Regions from separate parts of the Mus musculus genome. Here region 1 is linked to region 2. The links are chromatin contacts, called in public promoter capture Hi-C maps. All regions are on one chromosome and are shown on one strand. Each heading gives the region's core, a stretch centred on a gene start, on an enhancer-like site or on the middle of the called end of the contact. The rest is flanking DNA. Distances are from core to core; before and after follow the strand shown.

What was found. Promoter capture Hi-C pulls out the DNA fragments that hold promoters and counts their contacts.
Region 1: a promoter capture Hi-C map of hippocampal neurons shows a contact between it and region 2, with 4 times the contacts expected there. The contact joins the promoter of Ppcdc here to the promoter of Peak1os in region 2.

The regions. Positions count from the first base shown.
Region 1 is chr9:57,437,946-57,442,068 of GRCm38.p6, forward strand. It overlaps Ppcdc (phosphopantothenoylcysteine decarboxylase), which reads right to left and starts at 2,169. Exons shown (of 7, transcript NM_176831.5): 1 at 2,125-2,169. Scamp5 (secretory carrier membrane protein 5) reads right to left here. Exons shown (of 7, transcript NM_020270.3): 7 at 3,382-4,123.
Region 2 is chr9:56,238,960-56,243,008 of GRCm38.p6, forward strand. It overlaps Peak1os (a long non-coding RNA gene), which reads left to right and starts at 2,385. Exons shown (of 6, transcript XR_003948326.1): 1 at 2,385-4,049. Peak1 (pseudopodium-enriched atypical kinase 1) reads right to left here. Exons shown (of 7, transcript NM_172924.3): 5 at 2,201-2,385.

The DNA of each region.
Region 1 (4,123 bases), core at 919-3,418, 1.2 Mb after region 2:
TTAAATGTTTTATTTGTTAACACAGTCAGGATGACTAGAAGCAGTACCTTACCTCCTGGGTTCCTGTCACTCACAGGAACAGCAGAGAAGAGTGGACAAGCAGGCAGCGGGTTATGAGACTGAAGGGTTGTGATTCCTAAGCTCAGGGATGAGGGCGGCCAGCCGTGAAGGTAAAGCACTGCCAGAAACCTGCGCCTTCTCTCTCCTTCAGAGAGACACAAAGATCCTCTGCTTATGTAATAAGTATAACTTCCAAAACACAGTAGCCAGAGAGAAACTTTTGCACACGTAGAAACGGTCCCTATCTGTGCTTCTTCCTAGCTGGTTAACAACGCCCCTTCTGATGCTTCAGAGCACGGATTTTCCTGCACACTTCCTTTAGCTCTGGCAGACAGTTAAGATGGTAGACCACCCTCCATCTTAACCACAGAGCCCACTGGTTCAGACCAAGATAAGGCTGTACATGTTTGCATTCCCTGACCTATCATGCTGGTCCAGAAGTGTCCAGCATTATAATATCTGAACATTATAATATCTGATTCTCTCCCACCACTACTGACCCTCCCAAGAAAAAAACAAAAAACAAGCTTATTTTATCACATGGTGCAATGTTCCCTTTCAACCTCCAGAGTCGAGCTTGAGTCACTCTTGGCCATCCTTGGACTTCAGATTAATTTTTCTTCCCACCCTCATAGACTGAGGTACACATACAAGGGATACACTTGATGCGCTGGCTACCTAGACCAGTCTTATATTCTAAGCTGCATATGCAGGGAACAATTTTTTTTCATATTTTTACTTGACCTTTATTATAACCACAGAACTTACACTTAGTCTTATGTATATTTCAAGAAAAAGTAGGGTTTGGTGGCACATGCCTTTAATCCCAGCACTTGGAATGCAGAAACAAACAGATTTCTAGGAGTTGAGATTCGAACATACTAAGTCCTGTAGCTAGGGCTACACAGTGAGACCCTGAGAGGGAGAGGGAGGGAGGAGAGGGAGGGAAAGAGAAAAAAACGAGGGGGAGAATGGAGGGGAAGGGAGAGAGAAATTTAAGAGAGACACAGAGAGAACACATACACAGCAGAGAAAGAGGCCTCTGTGTGAGACTATAATTCTCTCAGTTTAATCAAGGACAAAGTATAAAATTTCCATGTATACCTACCAGTAATAGAATGGGCAAGAATGTAGCCAAGAAAATGTGACCACAGGATACGGGCAAGACTGTAGCCAAGAAAGTGTGACCACACTGCACCTAAGGAATGCTGGTTGCAGCCAAAATGTTTGGCTTTCCAATGGATGTCTCAAACCGGAAGTAGGCATGTTTGCCTCTAAAGTTACTGCAGTTTCATCTGTACACCTCTTGAGGACACGTGTCAGGAAGATACATCACAGCCTTGCTGGTTCCCAGCTGCTAGAAAGAAGCAGAAGACCCCAGCTCCCAAACACGCATCACTTCCTGCAGCTGGGAATCTCTCCTGCCCACTATCTAGTTCTGGCTTCCAATATTCCAAACGTCGGTGACGGTGACATTTTTTTTTCTGACAAAAACTGCTCTAACTCTAATTTGAAATGCCACTCGGCAAGTTTAGGGTTTAAGCATCTAAATACTGCCAGCGTTCTCCTTTCTCTCGTTTATGATTATAAAATACAATTTGAGGCACGTTGGCTCAGCAAGGTAGCTTGCAGACAAGTCTGAGGCCCTGAATGAGGGCGGGACTTACAGGGTAGAACTGAGTCCTGCAGGTCGTCCTATGACCTCAACACGCACGCTGTGACAGCCACCCCTCTTACAAAATAAACGTAATTTAAAAAAAAAAAAAAAAGTTTGTATTTCGGGGCGGTCCTAAATCTTTGGGAGGGGGGCACCTTATGCTGCAGTTTTTCAAAGGTAAGCGTCAAGTGTGGGTGTCTTTTAAACTAAGGATAGAGCATGATATCTGCGGGCACCGGTGCAGCTGCATAGCCCCCAATTCTGAGACTGGAGTCACACCTATAGCCCCACATCTGACACATTACACATGGACCTTCACGCGGACCCACAGCGACCAGAGGAGCTTCTCCCACCGCCCCACCCGGCGGCACCACCGACACAGCTTTCCCGCCCCTTCCACTGCTCACCAGCTCCAGGATACCCGCAAGTATCGCGGTATCTAGGCGCCTTTCCGGCTCTAAATGACTCCAGAGAAAGCGAGTGATCGCATGGCCTTCTGGGAGTCGTGGTCTATTTCTGTGGCTTCTGGGAGTTGTAGTCATTGGGGCTCCCTGTGCAAGGCTAAAGCCACATTAGGCAGGGGAGCCGCGACATTGAAAGGCTCACTTTGAGCAATCTTTTTCTTTTTTTCTTTTTTTTCTTTCTTTCTTTCTCTCTCTCTCCCTCTTTCTCTTTCTTTCCTTCTTTCTTTTTCTTTTTCTTTCCTTCCTTTTCTTTCTTTTTCTTTTCTTTCTCTCTTTCTTTCTTTCTTTCTTTCCTTTCTCTCTCTCTTTCAATAACTGGCATGTCTGAAACTTAGAACTCTGCCAGCTTCTGCCTCATAAGTGCTGGGATCAAAGGGGTGTGCTACCGTGCCCATTGCTACTTGAGAGGAATCTTGAGAGATGACCATCACAGAGGATCTAGACAACATTCTTAGAGAGCACATCTTTGGCAAAGCCTAGGCACATTCGAATCGTTGTAGTCATTACCCTGCAGCAATCAGAAATTTCAAGAACTTACATGTTCATTGAGCCCACTCAATCAGCTTCAAGAGACCCACCATGGGAGCTAAGGAAGGCCAGTCTTCTAGTCCTAACACTAAGGGCTATGGTGGTTTGAATATGCTTAGCCCAGGGAATTAGGAACAATTAGGAAGTATGGCCTTGTTGGAGTGGGTGTGGCCTTGTTGGAGGAAGTGTGTCACTGTGGGGGTGGGCAAATATATCTTCCTAGCCACCTGAGGCCAGTCTTCTCTTGACTGCCTTTGGAATAAGTTATAGAACTCTCAGCTTCTGTAGCACCATGACTGCTTGGATGCTGCCATACTTCCCGCCTTGACAATACTGGACTGAGCCTCTGAACTTGCAAGCCAGTCTCAGTTAAATGTTATCCTTTTATAACAGTTGCCTTGGTCGTGGTGTCTCTTCACAGCAATGGAAACCCTAAGTCACAGACACAGTCAGGCCATGCGCCTCACTCAGTGTTACAGGCCACTCCTATTTCCTAACTGGTAGTTGTGGCAACTACTTCATGGCCTACTCAGGGCTGCTTCAGAGGAAGGATCACAAAATACATGGTTTTTGGCATCACAGATCCACTCAACTCAATTCCACAACCCTGCTTCACATCCCACATCAAGGCTTCATTGAGACCCACATGGAGACAAGTAACACAGAGGGACATACAGGGTCAAATGATCCCTTTATTATATTCATCCAGTTACACAGATAGACACTGGCTCGGGCAGGTCAACTGCCAATGAGGGGATAGTTTGTGTCTCTCAGAAACAAGGGGCAGTGGGCACCAGGAGAATGCAAAAGCAGGTCACTGGCTGGCGACAGACAGGAGGACTCCCAGCATCCACCAGGCCCTCCCACCCCTCAAGCAAACCATCTGTGCCCGGCCCCATCTCTCTCACTCTCTCCTCATCAAAGTGCATAGTTGCCTGAAGATGCAGCATCCCAGTGCCTGAGCAGCTGGGCCAGACACTGGTGACAGGCTTTCCCAAGGGCAGTGCCAGGCATGGCCAATAGGTGTGAGCCAGGAAAGAGGAGAGGCCGATAGGACAGGAAGTTGACTGGGGGTAACACCCAACAGCTGTGGATGCTAGGCTGGCAGCTGGATCACAGCTTTCCTGGAAGTAACAGAGGACTAAGAGAAAGGGAGCTGGGAGAAGGGAAGAGGAGGAAGAGCCTAGCCCTAGAATCTCTCAGGGTAGCAGGAGCTATGACAACTGCTCTCCATAGAGAAAACAGTAGGGGAGAGAATCAACTAAGCCTAGGGAGTCAACAGGAAAGGAACTTTCCAGACACTCTTGGATTCTCTTACAAGGAAGAAGCTGAAAAATCAAAGCTCAAGGTGGCCTGAAACCAAGTCTTAGGGTCCAAGGCAAACCAATGTGGTATGGTTTTCCAGTCTCCCTAG
Region 2 (4,049 bases), core at 1,135-3,634:
GCTCTGGGTTCTAATCACGGCTCAACCTCCTCTAACAATGAGATAAGATAGATAAACTTACAGGGAAGCTTGTAAAATTTTTTAAATTTTTCTTTATCTTTGTATCTATGTATCTATCTAGATAGGTATTTACTTTTGAGGTAGGGTCTCATGTAGGTCAGTCTGGCCTGACAGTCACAACTCTGTAGCTGAGGATGACAGGGACTTCCTGGGCTGTCTACCTCCATTTACAAAGTGCCAGGATCAAGGCACGTGCCACTGTGCTCACTTTCTCTCTCTCTCTCTCTCTCTCTCTCTCTCTCTCTCTCTATTTTTTATTTTTGGCGGGGGAGGAAACTTTTTATGAAGCAGAGGGTAATCTAAAGATCACAGTTAGGTTCCTGGCTTAGGCTCCCAAGGGCTGGGATTCCAGATGTAAGATGTCACACCCAGTAGCAAATAGAAATTTTAGGAAGAGTTGCTGTATGGTATTCCCAACAATTGTGATAAGTGTTACCGAGGCTGTTATAAAAGAAATTTTCGCATAGCAAAGATATCTACTCATATAATTCCTGATATGCTATTTTAGGGCATGAAGTAAGTAAAAACTTCATCTTACAATGTACTTCTAAAAATATAAAGGGATGAGAAAAGTCCAATAAACCATTCAACTATAAAGTTTACTGGAACTGCAGTTAGAAATCTTTTCTTGTGGAACATAATTTCAAGTCCTTGAGGGTTGTTCTGACTGAGTCTCTCAGACATTAGAGTAGTTCTCCTATGGCTTCAATCTTTTGGACTTATAAGTTAAGAGACCTGTTATTTTCAATTTTTAAGCATACTAGCTGATTCTGATAGCACTTTTCCTTAAAATAACATGATGGAGGAAAAAGACAAAACAAGGAGATGAGAAACTAGGTCCTTCAGAAACATACTCCAGCAGTTTCTACACAGGATCAGTGGTTCCTAAACAGGGGTCAGTGGTTCATGAGAATCTGGCGGGCACATGATCCTCAAGCAGTCCTTGCTGCTCACGTCTTCCCCACAGGAGATAAGCACCAACCCCCCTTATGCTATTCCAGGTTTTCCTTTTCAGAAGGAAAGAAACTGTGATACTCGAGGGAGGGAGATCACCCAGAAGTCACTGGGAATTGCAGTGAAGAAAGTAGAGACCTGAGGAAGCTCTGCAGACACTTCTGAAACAATCCTGTTTAGTCTCTTTGCATGTTCTCACTATCACAGGTCTGTGACACAGGCTGTCAGCCCCTGCTCAAACACCTCCAACCATAAGACTCATACTACGAGTCTGCTGATACAGGTCAGAAATCCCACCCTTCACATTATTCAATCCTGTGTATATTTTGCCCTGAAATACTCCTTCAGTTTGTCCACTGTTCTTTCTCCCTACCTTGACTGAGGTCCCCCTCATCCTGTCATGTAGTCCTGCAGTACCTGCTACCAAACACCACAGCCTATGTGAACCCATTCTGATTCATGTCATTCTGTCTTCTCGAAGCCCTTTTATGGGTCACTATCACAAATAACAAAAGGTCTAAGATTTTAACCTGAAATACATCTTATCTAATGCTCCACATTGCAGCAACCTCAATGGCTGTGGCACCAAGCTATTCTGTATCTCCATCTTCTTGTTCACTTGTTGCCTCTGTCTGGAACATTCTTTCTTCTCTTTGACAGTGAGTTAAATCAGCTCAGGAATGATTTCCGGGAAGGCTTCTTTTGACATTCTTCTTTGTGTAACATGGAAATATTCCATGTGTGTTTCCGCAATTGTATTTATCACATTATACTGAATACACGCTCCCTTCTTCTCTTCAGGTTGAATCCTTCAAGGCAAGGTCTACATCAGCACAAGGCACAGGGCTCATGGGGCAGGCATTTAAAATAAGCCTAGGACCGGGCGTGGTGGTGTATACCTTTAATCCCAGCACTCAGGAGGCAGAGGCAGGCAGATTTCTGAGTTCAAGGCCAGCCTGGTCTACAAAGTGAGTTCCAGGACAGCCAGGGCTACACAGAGAAACCCTGTCTCAAAAAACCAAAAAAACAAAAAACAAACAAACAAACAAACAAACAAAAAAACCCAAAAAAAGCCTAGTAAAACCTGAATGTTATGTTTTGAAACAAATGTAGATTTATAACTCTAATGGTGTTACTGTACATAAAGACGCGGCTTAGGTACTATCTATATAACCTTTGTACTTACCTAGGTTGCTGTAGGTTGCACTGCAGGGACTCACGTCAGTAGGATCCAAAGTGTCATCTTTTTCTTCTTCCCTTTCCAGGTCAGGTGGAGGCAGTGTTGGTGTGACTGAAGTGCCATCTTGCTTCCCAGCAGGAGTTCTTGGATCCCGAGGAGAAAGTTCTCCTGCCACTTCATGGGTCACACGACTGAAACAAATAAGACAGTCCATCAAATTTGTATTCAAAAGTTCTATTAACATTTAGATTTATAGAGCAGGGTGTGGTGGCACAGGTCTTTAATCCCAGCACTTGGGAGGCAGATGCAGGTGTATAGCTTGGTGAGTTCCAGGCCAGCTTGGTTTATATAGTAAGTTCCAGGATAGTCAGAGCTAACTAGAAAGGATCTGAGACCTTCATACCTGGTCATTAAACCTACATGTTTGCTTGTTTTTCTTTTTTAAAGGAAGAATAGGTAACAATAAAATCGAATGAATGCTTAACTGATTAAAGGGAAAGACTCAAGACTTTTGTAAATCAGTTGCTGTATTTACGGTATTTACTATATTCCCTAATAGTACTCTACTACTATAGTAAGTACCACACGTTGCTTTACTTAGCACATAGTATGTGCTACATGTTAAAATATTTACTGAGGTATTTAGAAAGAACTAGGAGTAAAATTGTGATTATATTATGTGATGAAAGGATAAGTTAATGCCAGGTAGACAGAAGGGTCAGTTCTCATCTACATGGTACAGGAGGAAGGGAAATGGAAAAGAAAGCTTAACTCTTTAGCTGACTCTCCTCGAGGAAAACGAGTCTGGAGCATCCTGCTGGTCACGAGGCAGTTAAAGGTCAAGCTTTCTTTTTTCTGCCACTGCCAGCTCACTTACTTTTAGCTTTCTCTTCCCAGTCTCCCCACTCCCGATGAAAACTGTCAACTCTATGGTTATGAAGTACAAGATGATCAAATGGTCACTAACTGCTGGAGAATAAGATGGCCAAGTTGGCCAATCGCAAGTTGCTGGCCAATGAAATATATTCAAGAAGTGTTCTGAGACCATCAAATCCCACCATATTCTTTCTGATTTCCTTCTGGACAAAGAGAAACGAGGATAAGAAACTTTTTGGGGGGTGGGGCGGGGTTGGGGTCCATTCATGGATGTCTGTCTTCAGGACAGAGGATGACACCAACAGTTCTCAATGACTGCTCCTGCTCTTTTGAAGCAGGTTCTCTCCCTGAACCTATGCCTCACGGATGGCCTAGACCGGATGTCCTTCTAGGAACCCACTACATCTGACTGTGGAGGTAGAACGCTGAAGCTTTCACACTCTTTCCTCTCAAAGAAGAAAGGCCATTTTAGTTACACAAAACGTGCTGCCTTGAAACTAGAAGTAGTTTACATTAACTTTCACCCAGCAAAGAGAACTTACTTTTTCCTTCAGTATGTGTATAACTGCTCAGTAGTGTGCCCCTCTGCCTCCCGCAGTGGCTTGGAAGTGTCACTTCACTTTGGCTGTATGGAGGTGAGGGGCCAAGCTCCTTGTTATCATGCCCTTACGATGTCCCCTCTAAGGAGAAACCATCTTTGTGTGGCAGGCCTGGTTTTTAAATTTAATTTAATTTTTTTTCCTTTGATGACTACAGTAGCCCACTGAGAAGAGGCAGCATGTTTACACAGACTGCCCTGCTGACTGCTGGAGGAGAAATTCCCTCCCACTTCTCCAGTTCCCAAGAGCCAGAGCCCATAATGGAACTTCTAGTTCACTCGGCACTGCTGGTTTAAAGAAAGACTTCAGGCTCTGTTGGCTTGGAAACAGTATTTCTGAAGTTGTGCAGCCAGCAGATTTCAAGACTTATATTTCTGTCC